Linked DNA regions of Zea mays: region 2 is linked to region 1. Evidence: chromatin contacts called from public Hi-C data. All regions are on one chromosome and are shown on one strand. The core of a region is the stretch at or near the end of the contact, and the rest is flanking DNA. Distances in the headings are between cores, read along the strand shown.

Region 1 (7,257 bases), core at 1,372-3,871:
ACTTCAATTCCTCCATTCAGGGGATTTTGGATCCTGTCAAATGCCAATGTGGACTGGAGTACAACTTAAAACTTGATGGTGAAGCCATGGATATAAGCTAAGCAAGAACGACCACATACGCAGATGCCCATCTCCACCAGATTTCGTGCATTTTAGATCTGTACAGTGTGAGAGATGGATTATTCTTTGGAAGGTACAGAATCTTCTCGCATGTATACGGGTGGATGCTTTGGGCAGAGCTTGACAGCGTCATCGCGAATAATATAGAATTCTGATGTTAGAACTATCTGGAGCTTGAACGGACTATACGGCCATAGTTTTGTTCAATAATTGTTTTTCCTTACGCTCAACCGCTTGTCCAGATTGCAGACATAAAAGATGCTCATGTTTTTTCTAATCACCAACTAGAGATGGCAATGGGTAAATACCCATCGGGATTACTACCCCATACCCATACCCATGACACAAAAATAACTCTATCGGGTCACCCATATACACTGGTGGGTATGGATTTACCTCCATACCCATACCCATGTGGGTATGGGTCACCCATCGGGTCACCCGTACCCACAAAAATTAAACATATATCAAAATATTATATTATACAAATGTCAAGTATATTCATCTAAATACCATTAGGTCCCGTTTGTTTCCTTTCATTTTGAGGAATTGGAATCTTACTAATGAAATAGGTTATTTTTTAGAATGTGAAATTCCACCACTTTCCAAAGTTATCATATAAGCCTATCTCAAATTCAAGGGTGAGAGGTGGAAATTGATTCTATAGATTTACATGCTATTTTTTCGATGTACAACTTATAGCACACTCTTATACTTGCCTTGCTATAACATAAATGTAGTATATAACTATCTCTCTCATATGATTTAAGATAATATACAAATATATTACATATATAAATATATGAACTTAATTAGTTTTGTCTAAATTATAATTATTAAATTGGAATTCAATTCCAACGAAACAAACAGGACCATACAAAGTTTCTAGTCTCATTTAACCATCTATTCAACACACCAAAGATAATTAGATAAAGTAGTAACACTAGGATAGTATTACATAGCACATTACATGTTCCATTACATGGTCATTAAATTGTCGTTAAGCCTTCTATGACATTATGGCCTAAAAGGTTGTTAAATAGTAAAAAAGATGGATGACTAAAGTCTAAGTTCATGCTTGGCTAAGTTTATATTGGGTATTTTATACCCACGGGTTAACAGGTATGGGTGAAGGCGGAACGTCCTAATACCCGTTTACCCATTGGGTGAAGATTTTTGCCCAATAACATATCCACGGGTAGAATATTTAGCACACATACATACCCTAATGGAGTAAATACCCATCGGGTATCGGGTCGCGGGTACCCATTGCCATCTCTATCACCAACTAACCAGTATTAAAGGCTAAAAAAACTTTTGATTCATTGAACTAATTAGAAACTAAAAGCTAAACTATAAACAAGGCTTTCTACATGCATGGACAAAATTATTTTTAAGCCTTAGAATTTGTAACACCCAAAATTCTATTTTAGGAGTATTAATATTCTATCAAAATGATTAATAATTACTAATAAGAATTTTTTCCTTTCAAGGTTACTCTCTAAAATAGATTAAACTTAAGTTTGAATTCTCTTTTTTTGGACTTAAAAAGGGAAGATAGAAAATATAAAAATATCCTTATATAGGTTAAGTTATTGAATAATATATTTAAAGACATTCACTAGAAAGTGTAGGTTAGAGTATATTTTAATAAATACTACACCTTATAAATTAATTTTTTCTAAATAAATATTTAACACTGGTTGGGATGATTAAAGAAAAGCTTATTCAACACCGGTTGAGTTGGTTTGGACATGTCCAATGGAGACCCATAGAGGCACCGGTGTATAGAGGCATCATACGACTGGACAATAATGTGAAGAGAGGTAGATGACGACCAAACTTGACATGGAAGGAGACAATCAAAAGGGACTTGAAGGAATGAAATATCCCAACAGTGTTTGGATAAAAGTGCTTGGAAAGAAGTTATCTACGTGCTCGAACCGTGATTATGCTTTTTTCTTTTAGTGTTCTCAAAAGCTTTTTCCTCCCCTTTCTCTCTCTTTCCCCTTTTGGTGACATCTTTTGGGTTTCAACTCTAGTCTACCCCAACTTGCTTGGGACTCAAAGGCTATGTTGATGTTGATATAAATATTATTGTGTGTATGTAAAAAAAACATTTGCATAAATGAATAAAACAATAAATAAATGATAAATAAAATTATACTTGCATTCATATTGGTGTTTACTTGTGCATTTAAGTTGAACTCAAACTAGAGTTTGAATTTGAATAGAAGACTGAAAATTTGAAACAAAAATGAAATCAGGAAAAAGAAAAGAAAAGAGAAAGACCTTACTTGTATATGTGCCCATCTCCCTTTTGCTCCTGTTTTTAGGGTTTAGGGTTGAGCACTAGCAGAACTAGGCACCAGCCCACGTTCTCTCCCCCACACCTCCAATTTTTCTTTTATTTATTCTCTTCACGCAGATTGCATCATCATGACGCATGAGTGATGTCAACCAGCAAATAAGCCGCGCGAACTCATGATTTCCCTTCGCTCACGTGTGGACCTACTCCGCCAGACACCCTTTCACCTGCATCCTTGCTTCCACCGACGCAGGGGACCGTTGGGCTGATGCTTCTTCCACGCTGAGGGACGCAACTAACTCACAGTAACAAACGCGAAATCAGTTCGTCTCGATTCGCCGATCCCTGGGCGACGATTTTGGGATTCGATTGGCAATCTGGGTTCTGTTCCTGAGTATATAGCGACTGTGACTCCCTTGCTTCCTCCCATCGCATCGCCATAGGGACGATTAAGTCGAGTCCTCGAGCCTTCGCCATGGGCGAGCAGGGAGGTGAGAGATCCGCCAAAGTCGAAATCCATCCGCACCGCCGTGCTAATCTGGACAAGTGACCAAGGGGGTTCGCCAAGCCATGAAGAATCGTTCGATGGAGCTCTGGGGTGCGGGAACCATGGATTGCTCGCCGAATTTTTTGGGTGTCGCCACGCTGCCAAGTACCATGGACCGACTTCCCCATAACAGTAGTAACACCACCGCTGGTGAGTTCTATCCCAGATGACTCGCTTAGACGGTCTCCAGCAACGTCTTCTATATATATCCTCTATATCCGTTATTTACAGTTCTCTAAAAGATTTTATCTTATATCTACTTTCTCTCCAACAACGTCCTCTAAATCACGTCCTCTATATGTAAATACTTATATTAAAGATATTTTTAATTTTTTAATTTTTATATACGTATTTGTCATACTCTCAAATGTATTGTACATATTTTAGTTTTATTAAACCAGTTGTTTAAAGTATTCAAATAGATAGAGAACCGTTTAGAGAAACTCTACGTATAGAGGATCTAGCAGCGTTCTCTAAATTTAGAGGACTATTTAGAAAACGTTGCTGGAAGGAGTAGAGGACGTCCTCGTCCTCTAAATTTAGGGTACATGACCCTTTAGAGCTCCTTGTTGGAGCTAGTCTTAGCTCTGTGTGTCGTATAGGATCTATCAGAGTGGTGGGAGGGGCACGTGAGCGCCAAGATTGCATCCCGCCGGCGACCCCTCGAGAGGAGCCCAGTGTCCTGCGCCGTGGTGTGGTATCGAAAGTGGAAGAGGAGAGCTAGCCATAGGATGCTAGATGAACGGCTTGGATTATGCAAGGGCATAACGCTTCACCGTGTTGATTAAGGGCCGAAGATCGTGTGGCTGGCGCTGCGTACCGATTCGATGTTAAGGAGATATAATCAGGACCGTTGGTTCTGATTGGACGACTGTGATGGATTGGTACCCCTTCAGCCGAGGACATTTTATTAGAGTGATCCTAGACATTTTAAAAATAAGCGCACCGTCCCACATAGCTCAAAGATGAGTACATGTAGGTCCTGTTTTTAGCACATAAGTCCCTGTGCTTTCTAGAAATCATATCCGTAGCGTAGAATCCTTGGATAATTATAAAAATAATCTAGAAAATGATTTTTGACATAAAATTAATAAGAAAACTTACATAATTCATAACTATCACGTTTAACTCCAATTTTAGTGGTTCTCGAACCTACGATCTCGTAGGAGCGTGTGGAATAGTATTACTCAGTTTGTTTCCTTGTTTGGTGTAATACGATTTTTATTTATTTCTTGTCTTTTTTATGTATTGTTACGATAGAAAAGCGAGGTTATGACGAACCTGAAGTCCAACCTGGAGAAGTACTTGAAGTCGCACCAAAAAGGCAAGTTGTATCCATGATCACATTCTTTGACCTAACAATATTTATGATTCTGTTCTCACTGCTGCACAGTTAGGTTAACTTCACGAGGAATGAGGTATGACATTTAGTTCCACGTCCTAACCAAAATGTTGTAGGTACCAAGTGGGTATTCTATAACAAACAAGATGAGCATGATCTGGTGACTAGAAACAAAGCCCGACTTGTTGCCAAAATATATTCACAAGTCAAAGGTTTGGATTTTGATGAAACCTATGCACCTATAGCTAGGCTTGAGTCAATTCATACATTACTTGCCTATGCTACTTACCATGGGTTTAAGTTGTATAAAATGGACGTGAAGAGTGCCTTCCTCAATGGCCCTATCAAGGAAGAGGTGTATGTTAAGCAACTTACCGACTTCTAAGATTGTGAGTATCCTTCACATGTGTATAAGCTCTCTATTAGCTTCCAGCTGTGGACGAGAAGGGAGAACGGAGGAGCGGAGGAAGAGGATAAGCTTGGAGAAGAAGATACAGTGGGACAGTAATGTTTATTCTTATCTTCATTCATGAGTTTTCCAGAGTTTCCAGCATTGCATATATAAAATTGTGTCCCTGCGTACAAGGGCTACTACTTGGACCACTGTGGGCTTGTCACGCGGGAGTTGGGCTTGATCAGCCTTTTGGGCCTCGTCTCCTGCTCGACAGTGCTTTGATTTCCTTCGGCTCCCATCTGTGGATGTGTTTGGTGCTCTTGGTGGCTGACATCTTCCCCCCTTTAGCACCAGCTTGTCCCCAAGATGGGGCTGATGGAAAGCGTTGCTTCAAGGGCTCCAAGTCTTCCCAGGTGGCAAGAGACATCGACAGTAATGACCATCTGATCAATCCTTGGGGTATTGCTCGGAGTCCGCGGGTGACTACGCGTCGCTGTAGGATAGCCACTGGAAATTGTGAGTGAACAGTAGAATCAGGGAGCTCTGGTGTTACCTGAGCCATTGGTGGTAGAGCTCTTTTCAATTGTGAGACATGGAATGTGGGGTGAATCGCAGCAGACGCCGGCAGATCTAGAGTATACGCCACAATACCAATTTTAGCCAGCACCTTGTAAGGTCCGAAGTAACGGAATGACAACTTCTGAGATGCCTGTGGTTGGAGAGATGTCTGAACATAAGGCTGTAGTTTTAAGAAGACCATATCACCAATCTGAAACACCTGCTTTGAACATTTTTTGTCGGCCTGAGATTTCATTCTATTCTTAGCTCTGCTGAGGTGCTGACGAAGCAGATCGGAGATGACCGCCTTTTCCTGGAGAAAGTCAGACAATTCAGTGGAAGAAGAGTCCAGGTTTCGAAGATCGAAGTGTTTTGGTGGGTATCCATATAGAGCCTTGAACGGGGATCGACCAATAGAAGAGTGATAGCTAGTATTATACCAATACTCAGTTGCTGAGAGCCAACTGGACCACTTACTCGGACAAGCATTTACGAAGCAGCGAAGGTAAGTCTCCAAGCACTGGTTGACACGTTCAGTTTTCCCATCTGATTGGGGGTGATAAGCACTGCTCATGTGGAGGTTAACACCAGCTGACTGAAAAAGTTCGCGCCAAAAGTTGCTGGTAAATATCCTGTCACGGTCAGATACTATAGCAGCAGGTAGCCTGTGGAGCTTATATATATTGTGGAAAAAGGCATGAGCAACTCCAACAGCTGTAAATGGGTGTGTCAGGGGAATAAAGTGAGCATACTTCGTGAATAAGTCAACTACCACAAGTACACAATTGTAGCGGGAGGATTTGGGTAATCCCTCTATGAAGTCCATAGAAATGGTGTTCCAGGCTGCAGAAGGAATGTCCAGTGGCTGGAGGAGTCCCGGACTGCGAGTGCGGTCTGTTTTTGCCTGTTGGCAAATGCTGCAAGATTGAACCCAGGCTTGAACAAAAGATCGCATACCCTTTCAAGCAAAATCTTGCTTGAGGCATCGGTAAGTAACCAGAACGCCAAAATGACCCCCGAGAGGAGACTGATGAAAAGCCTCTACCAGTTGTTGTTTTATCAGTGCACAGTCACCTATCCAAATGCGATTCTTAAACCTGAGGAGCCCTTGTTGTAAGGAGAAGTGGGGTACAAAGTCATTGTCGAAAGACAGCTTGGCTAACAACTGTGTGGCATGAGCATCCTGGCTGTATGAATCCACCACTCGGGCTACCCAGGATGGGGTAGAAACTGAAATGGCTAAGCAGGATGCCTCATGGTGTGAACGGCGGGATAAAGCATCAGCCACGCGGTTGTCAGATCCTTTTTTGTATACAATGGAGTAGTGTAGGCCCAACAATTTGGTGAACACCTTTTGTTGCCAATGTGTATGGAGTCGTTGCTCGTTGAGGTGAACCAAACTACGCTGATCAGTGTGGATGATAAACTCGGCTTGCTGGAGATAGGAATGCCAGTGCTCAACGGCCATCAAGATAGCTAGATATTCCTTCTCGTAAGTGGAAAGACCTCTGGTCTTTGGGCCCAACGCCTTACTGACAAAGGCGAGTGGATGTCCAGCTTGCATAAGCACTGCTCTAATTCCCATGGCACAAGCATCAGTTTCCAAGATGAACTGCTTAGAGAAATCGGGAAGAGCAAGAACTAGGGCCTGACTAAGGGCTGATTTGAGACACTGAAATGCCACTTCATGTTCTTGTGTCCAACAGAACATAGTATTCTTCCGGAGTAAATTAGTTAGGGGCTTGGAAATAATGCCAAAGTGTTTGATGAATTTGCGATAGTAACCAGCGAGGCCGAGGAAACTACGCAGTTCCTTGACATTGTTTGGAGTGGGCCAATGGAGGACAGTAGTCACTTTATGTGGGTCTGTTTGAACTCCTGCATAACTGATAATGTGGCCGAGGTAAGCAATGGATCTTGTGGCAAATGTACACTTGGACAACTTAACCTTCCAATTTTCTTTCTGGAGCAATTCCAGCACCACACAT
Region 2 (7,446 bases), core at 822-3,321, 330 kb before region 1:
CTTTAAGGGGGGGGGTAGGATTTGTAATACCTAAAGTCTAGATTTAGGGGAGGAGAGAGATGAGTAATCATACACTATGGAAATCTCCCTAATTATTTGTATCATTATCATATGTAGATCCACATGACTAGGACGTTAACTAAATAATATGCATTTCATTATGGATCTTATTTGGTGTGTTGCACTAAGTATATTGGTAGAACACTTTAGTTGAATCCAAAACCATAATTGGAAACTATATACATACATACATACATACATACATATATACAGATAAAATAAACAAAAAGGAGTTAGATATAAGAAGAAAAGAAACCAGAAAAGAAAAACAAAAAAAGAAAACAAACCTCGCGTTGGGTCCAAAGCTGCTGCTCGGCCGATCCAGCCCAGTCGCGCGCGCGGTGGCGCTGATAGGTGGGCCTCTCGCGTCAGACCCTGCGGCCAGCCCTTCTTCCACACCGAAGTAGCTTGCGAGTGGGACCTAGTCGTCAGCAAAGTTCATCCCCCAGGAACAACAAACTCCCGTCGCCGAGAAATCAGTCGCAACTGGCGTACCTGAATTCGGTTGCGTGCTATGGGGAAACCTTCCTGGGTCTCCGCGTGCCATGGCTATAAAAGACCAACGTCGTTCGTGTGCTGGGTTGTAACACCCAAAATTCTACTTTAGAATTTATAATTAAAAATGTCCCAAAATGAATATATTTTCTAAATAAAGGACTAAAATAAAAGATACTTAGAAATTAAATTATATTTGGATTGGATTATATATAGAAGAATTATGAGTTAAACTCTTCTTTTGGATAAAATAATTGGAGATATTCTCTAGATAGGTTGAGATAAAACTACCCTTTAGTATAAAATTATGTAATAGTAGTAGAAACATATGATTTAGATATATAATAACAAGAAGATTTTTCATGTGTGTTAAAACAAGTGGGATATTCCTTTCATTAACTTTGTAGTTTAAAATATTAATAAATAAATAAATACAGTAAAAATAAATGGAATACTTCTGCAAAAACATGTTGAAACCCTAGTATGATGCATTTTCAAAATTTGAGGTTTAAACTTGAATCAAATTCGAATTTGAAAATATGAAATGGAAAATAAAAATAGAAATGAGAAAAGAAAGAAAAAAAATAGTAAGAAACCAGACTTTGGGCCCAAATCCTAGCCTGAGGCCCAACTAAGGCAGCCCACTCCCACCGCGCGGCCCGCTCCGTTCCCTCCCCCTGCACCCGCGCTTCTCCTTTTCGAGTTACCGCCACAAGGGCCTGGGGCGTCAGCCTCCATCCGCACGACTGGCCCAATGGGCGGTGGTCTCGTGCCATCAGTTCCTCGCCCTTGGTTCATCGCACCGACCTGCGGGTCTCGTTATCATCCAGCCAGCCGCATCCACTGCCTGTCCCCTCTGCCATGTGGACCCAGCTTGTCATACCTCTCTTGTCCCTCACATAACAAACGTCGAACCTGGCGCCGCCGCATCCGGCGCGCGCGGGGGGTTGCTCCTTGAACCCCGTAACAACCCGGGCGGCCAGCTGGGACCAATTAGGTTTATTGCATGGGCATATTTAACGGAGCTCTCATGCACCTCGCAAAGACGTGATAGCCACAAGGAAAGACACGACGAAGTAGGCCGCGCCCTTGCCCTCGTGTCTTCGTCGTTGCCGTGGCGGCGTGGCCTTAGGGTCAAGCCGAGGAGCTCCACCAGTTCGCAAGGAAAATAGTGGCGACCTCGCCGTACGTGCAGAACAAGCGACATTGGGCTCGGGAATTCTTCGCCGGAGGAAGATCGTCGCCGCGGCTTTGCTGCTCGTGTGGCTAGGGGCACTCCCTGTCCAATCCGCGGTAATCAGCCCCTCCCAGAATTCATGGCATCCTTAGGATTGTTTAGCACCGAATCGAGTAGTCCGTTAGGCACCATAGCGTGAAAGGATTAGGCATCGGTGATTCAGTGTGTGCTCCACCGTGGGGCTGGACCGCCACCGTGTCTGAACGTAGGAGGAAGGGGATGAGCCGGATACCATTGACTCCCGATCCTTTGGCTCAGATTAGATAGGCGTTGGCATTGTACCTTGGTGCAATCCTAACCATAGATCGGTCTATGAATGGATCGGACTAGATCTCACCCTGATGATGTCTGGGCTGTAGATGCGGAATCGAGCGATCCAGAGGGAATCAAGCTTCATTAAATCCGTGAGGTAGATCCGGGATCGGGTGGCTGTAATGTGATACCGTTTCATAATCCAGCCGATTTAATCAGGGCTGCCAGATTACAATCGGGCGAACCAGAGCACTCCGCAGTCATAAGTTATGGTAAAGTTATCAAAGAGGCCCCCTCAAAATTAAGAAATCGACCCGCCATCCATGCTAGTGTAAGGAATCATACAGATCAGTCCTAACATTTTCACAAAAGCCCCTGATCTTTAGAACATTAGTGCGCGCAGTACAAACATAGAAGGCAATTAAGAAAACTAATATATAAAATGATTTTAGTTGACCAAAGATAGGAAAATTCATAACTCCTCCATTTTAACTCCTTTTGTATTCATTCCAGTTGCATTAGATTCATATAACTATTGTTTATCATCTAGAAACTTTATTTTGTTATGAAACATAAGTTAAAATTATGCACTTTAATATCTTTTGTACCCAACATTTAAATCTTTGGAAAATCATAACTCGTTCACCGTAACTCCGAATTTAGCGGTTCTCGAACCTACGATCTCATTACGATGCATAAAATATCATTATGTAGTATGTTATTATGTTTGGTGTGATGTTAACTTTCCTATACCATGTTTGTTTGTATTGCTATGATTAGCAGCGAGGTTACGAGTCACTTGAAGAGCAAGTTGGTACCTAGGAATCTTGAGTCTCAGGCAAGTTGTGCCCTTGATCACTCCTTTTTACCTAATAATGTTCGCTGTTAATCACTCTGACATGCTTAGGTTAATTTGATGGGACCTAATAGGTTTCCCTAGCTTTGTTTATCCCCCACCTTGCAAACAGATGAACTATTGGGTAGATTTGCTATTGTTCTACCTGGTTTTGGGAAACTAATATTTTATTATGATCTTGTTCCTATTATGTTGTTGTTTAATTATTGTTCACGATAATATCATATTGTTAATTAGAACATGGAGAATCACCCGGGACAACAGTGCTACCACAAGGGTGGAATGGGACGCCCTTGACCAAGTAATTAGGAAAGCTAGGGAGAGATTACCTTACCTGGTTAGGGGCAAGCGGGGAGGCGTCGCTACAGAGTATAGGGAGGTCCTCGGGTCGAACTGTCTGTAAAGGTTTTTAGATGAGGGATTTCTATGCTTCCTTCTTCCTAAATCCGTAGCAGGTTTTCTCGAACTAGTGGAACTTTGGAAAGGCCTCGTAGTGCTACCCTGCCTCGCTTCCTTGGTAGATGTGTATGGGGTCCGTACAACTCTGTGGCAAATGGGTAACATGACTTGTGGGTAAAGATGTGCAACCTCTACAGAATGTAAAATGGTATATTTGCCATGCTCACGGTCATGAGCGGCTCGGACGCTCACATGATTAACTTATGGAATTAAACTCAATTTGTTATTTACATTGCATTGTGGGTGTTGTTATTAATCTTGATCTCTTATTTAATTGGGTTGGTATCTACTTATACCTAGTAACTGCTAATAAAATTTTGACCAACTTTAAAAGCAATGTTCAGCTTTAACCATCCCCTTTGATAAGTCTTACACTTCACATGGACTCCCACCTTTGGTGAGTTCATGCACATTATTCCCCACAACTTGTTGAGTGATGAACGTATGTGAGCCCACCCTTGTTGTACTCACATCCTCCAGGTCAAAAACAGGTACCACAGGATGAGGCGCATGGAGGATGCTGCGATGAGATGGTGAGAGGTCTAGGCTGTCGTCTCCTAGTCAACTTTGGTTGCTCGATCTTTGTCTTCGTATGATGTAATTGTTTAACTATTTTGTACAAAACTTCTATTATGTAGTAAAGATGTGACATTTGTTTCTGTACCATTTATCATTGTATGTGTGATACTTGATACTAGCACACTTGGTGATTATTTCACGCTCGGGTTTTGGACTCCTAAAATCCGGGTGTGACATGGGTTCCCAGCCAAACACCGCCGACGCTAAGTGCTCCGCTTCGTGAAGGAAAGAGAGAGAGATTAGAGCCACGGCCATGAAATTAGGCGGCCAGTGTCGACCAAGCCCCGACTAGGGATCCTGGGTGCCTTGATTGAGGGCAGCAAGGCTAACCGTGGTGCCATTGAGGGAGGTGATCGACCAGAGCAACGAGGATTGTTTGTCATACCAATTCCTCCATCGAAGATCCACCCTCGACGCGGGTGCAGGCCTCTGTGCTTGTATAACTCCGGTAAGACTCCCTCTGAACCTTCGCCTTCGTCTCCACGCTGCACCATATCTGGAATCATAGAGGAGCACACGTTTGGGGATCAGGATTTGCTCACCGAGGTTAGAGCTTCCCCGCCAAATCTCTTGCCACCGTGGGTGGGCATCACCGCTGTTGTGCCACAGATAAGACCCTTACCATGTTGTCTGCCATAGAATCCTTTAGGTGTAGCACCAGTTTTTGTCGTGTTTGGCATGCAGCGGTGATGAGATTGTATGTCACCGATGGGCCTCCGCTGTGCTGGGTGCTTGCGCCGCTGTTGGTTATCATGGGGGAAAGGAGTGATGGCGTACCTCTATGGGCCATGGATGGTTGAATCTAGGGTCCTGATTAGCGCATGCTACTAGTTTGACCAGGGCTCATCGCAACCGTTGATCGACAGGCGAACAATCGGGGTTAGATCTGGGAAATACCAAATCACAACCGTAGATTTTTGGTCCTATGGATACAACTGTGTACCTGTTGGAATTGTGGGAGTTGTAATCTAGGCATTTGCAGCGTGTTTGATTTGATGGTTTGGCTCATCCATCGTGGCCTGGCTCCGCATGGAGCGGTCTTGCACTTTCTTGCGGAGTGAGCTGATCCCATGTGTTAGTATATTATTAGAACAACGCAGTGATAGACGACATCGTTCCGCGATACAAACCAAATGATAATGTAGGCTCGGATGTAGGTCCGGATGACTCCGGAAGCAGTCCAACCTGCAAACCAAACACGTCGTTGGTTCGAGATCCAATGGATTAGAATGGTCCATAACCCTTTGGCCAACAATCTTACAAAAGAGCCCCATGTTTTATGAATATAAACCTGCCGTCACACACAGTTCAAATAACAATGCATATAGGTCCAATTTTTAGCACATGAGTCCCTAGGCTTCTTCAGAATAGGACCCATAGTCTGGTGTTCATAAAAAATATAAATTTAAAACCAAAAATCAAATTTTAGCATAAGAATAATTTCATAAACTTAAATAAATCATAACTTATCCATTTTACTCTGAATTGATCCATTCCAGTTGCATACACATTAAACAACATTATTTCATCATGTTCTCAGATGTAATTAAATGATAAGTTTAGCCTAGGCCCCTTTCGAATTACTTTTCTAATTAAGAGTAAATACAATGCTTTTCAACCATAATTGGGCTTTGACTAAAAGATGACCTCTGGCCAAGTTATAACTTAGTTGAAGTTTAATTATCTATTTTGTAGTTTTGTCTCACATGAATTATATTGAACTACATAGAATATATATAGTATCACTATTAAATCACATAAAGATTCAGAGAATCATATCCTTATTACCGTAACTCCGATTTTAGTGGTTCTCAAACTTACGATCTCGTATCGACGTGTTGATCATATCCATACCAACAAGGTGCATCTTCTTTTTCGGAAGCCTATCTCGAAAGAACCTCCAAGTTAAGCGTGCCTGACTTGGAGCAATTTGGGATGGGTGACCATCTGGGAAGTTTTCTCGGGTGCGCATGAGTGAGGACAAAGTGCGCACAAAGGACTCGTGTTGGTCTGTGGGGACGATATATGATCCTATAGAGCTGTCAGGAGTAAGTACCGCTGATCCAGGGATTGGACGGGGTGTTACAGAATAGAAGTTGATAAATTGCAAGAGGTGATGAATTGGAAGCCACACACCATTGTCCGTTAGATTCAGAGTTTTCTGGGGTTGGCCGGGTATTATCGGTGATTCATTCTGGATTTCTCCCGAATTGCTAAGCCCATGACAGAACTATTGAAGAAGGGAGCAAAGTTTAAGTGGGGTCAGAAATGTGAAGATGCTTTTCACACCTTGAGGCAACATCTGACCATAGCACCTGTGTTGGCGCAACCTAACAACAAGACGTTTGACGTGTATTGTGATGCCTCTAGCACTGGGCTGGGTTGTGTTTTAATGCAAGACAACCGAGTCATTGCCTACGCATCAAGAGCACTCAGACCTCATGAGAAAAATTATCCTACTCGTGACTTAGAGTTGGAAAAATGTGGAGGCATTACTTGATGGGAGCTCGCTACAACATCTATACAGATCACAAGAGCCTCAAGTACATCTTTACTCAGGCTGACCTCAACATGAGACAGAGAAGATGGCTGGAATGGATCAAGGACTATGCCTTGGAAGTGCATTACCACCCTGGGAAGGCCAATGTGGTAGCAGATGCCCTAAGTCGAAAGTCACAATGCAATTGTATGGTGATGGATTCTCGCATCAATACCCTATGTGACGAGTTGAGTAAGATGAGGATCGAAGTGATTCCTTTTGGTATCTTGACTTACATCTCTATCGAACCAACCTTGTTAGACCAGACCTTGTTAGACCAGATTATTCTTAACCAGAAAGTGGAGAAGTATAAGTGCTTTCGCCAAGACAACAAGGGGATATTATGGTTCAAAGACCGACTGGTGGTTCCTAAAAATAGGGACCTCAAGAAGAAAATTTTGGATGAGGCTCACCTCTCCAAATTCTCCATGCACCCAGGGAGCACCAAGATGTACCATGATCTGAAACCCCTGTATTGGTGGCCCAGGATGAAAAGAGAGATAGCCAATTATGTGTCGGAGTGTGATACATGTCAGAGGATAAAGGCAAGTCACCTAAAGTTAGCTGGTGCCTTGCAACCCCTGTCGACACCTTCATGGAAATGGGATGACATCAGCATGGATTTCATTGTGGGTCTGCCCAACACCTCTTGACATCATGATTCAATCTGGTTCATTATGGACCGATTAACAAAAGTGGCTCATTTTCTTCCAGTGCACACCACCGATATGGCACAAAAGTACGCAGAATTGTATATCGACCGAATTGTGTGTTTGCATGGATTACCCCGGACAATTGTATCTGACCGAGGAGCCCAATTCATAGCCACATTTTGGGAACAATTACAAGAGTCCTTAGGAACCAAGCTAATAAGAAGTTCAGCTTACCACCCTCAAATAGATGGTCAGATGGAAAGGGTAAATCAGGTCCTTGAGGACATGCTGAGGGCTTGTGCAATCGATTACGGCA

The links. Hi-C and Micro-C count contacts between places; a contact is called where the count stands out from the background.
Region 2: a Hi-C map of leaf shows a contact between it and region 1, with 6 times the contacts expected there. The contact joins two enhancer-like sites. A contact is called at or near these places in 2 of 25 Hi-C or Micro-C datasets (ear and leaf).

What each region holds. Positions count from the first base shown.
Region 1 is chr1:147,847,760-147,855,016 of Zm-B73-REFERENCE-NAM-5.0, reverse strand. LOC103639340 (putative ribonuclease H protein At1g65750) reads left to right here. Exons shown (of 12, transcript XR_559390.4): 12 at 21-350. Among protein-coding and RNA genes, the nearest start is that of LOC103639340, 34 kb to the left of the region's middle. Within about 2 kb of position 2,621, at least 19 of the 20 cell types and tissues checked have an H3K27ac peak or open chromatin away from gene starts, as enhancers often do. A contact at or near this core is called in ear and leaf, where this site is marked.
Region 2 is chr1:148,177,621-148,185,066 of Zm-B73-REFERENCE-NAM-5.0, reverse strand. No RefSeq gene overlaps it. Among protein-coding and RNA genes, the nearest start is that of LOC103639382, 57 kb to the left of the region's middle. Within about 2 kb of position 2,071, at least 17 of the 20 cell types and tissues checked have an H3K27ac peak or open chromatin away from gene starts, as enhancers often do. A contact at or near this core is called in ear and leaf, where this site is marked.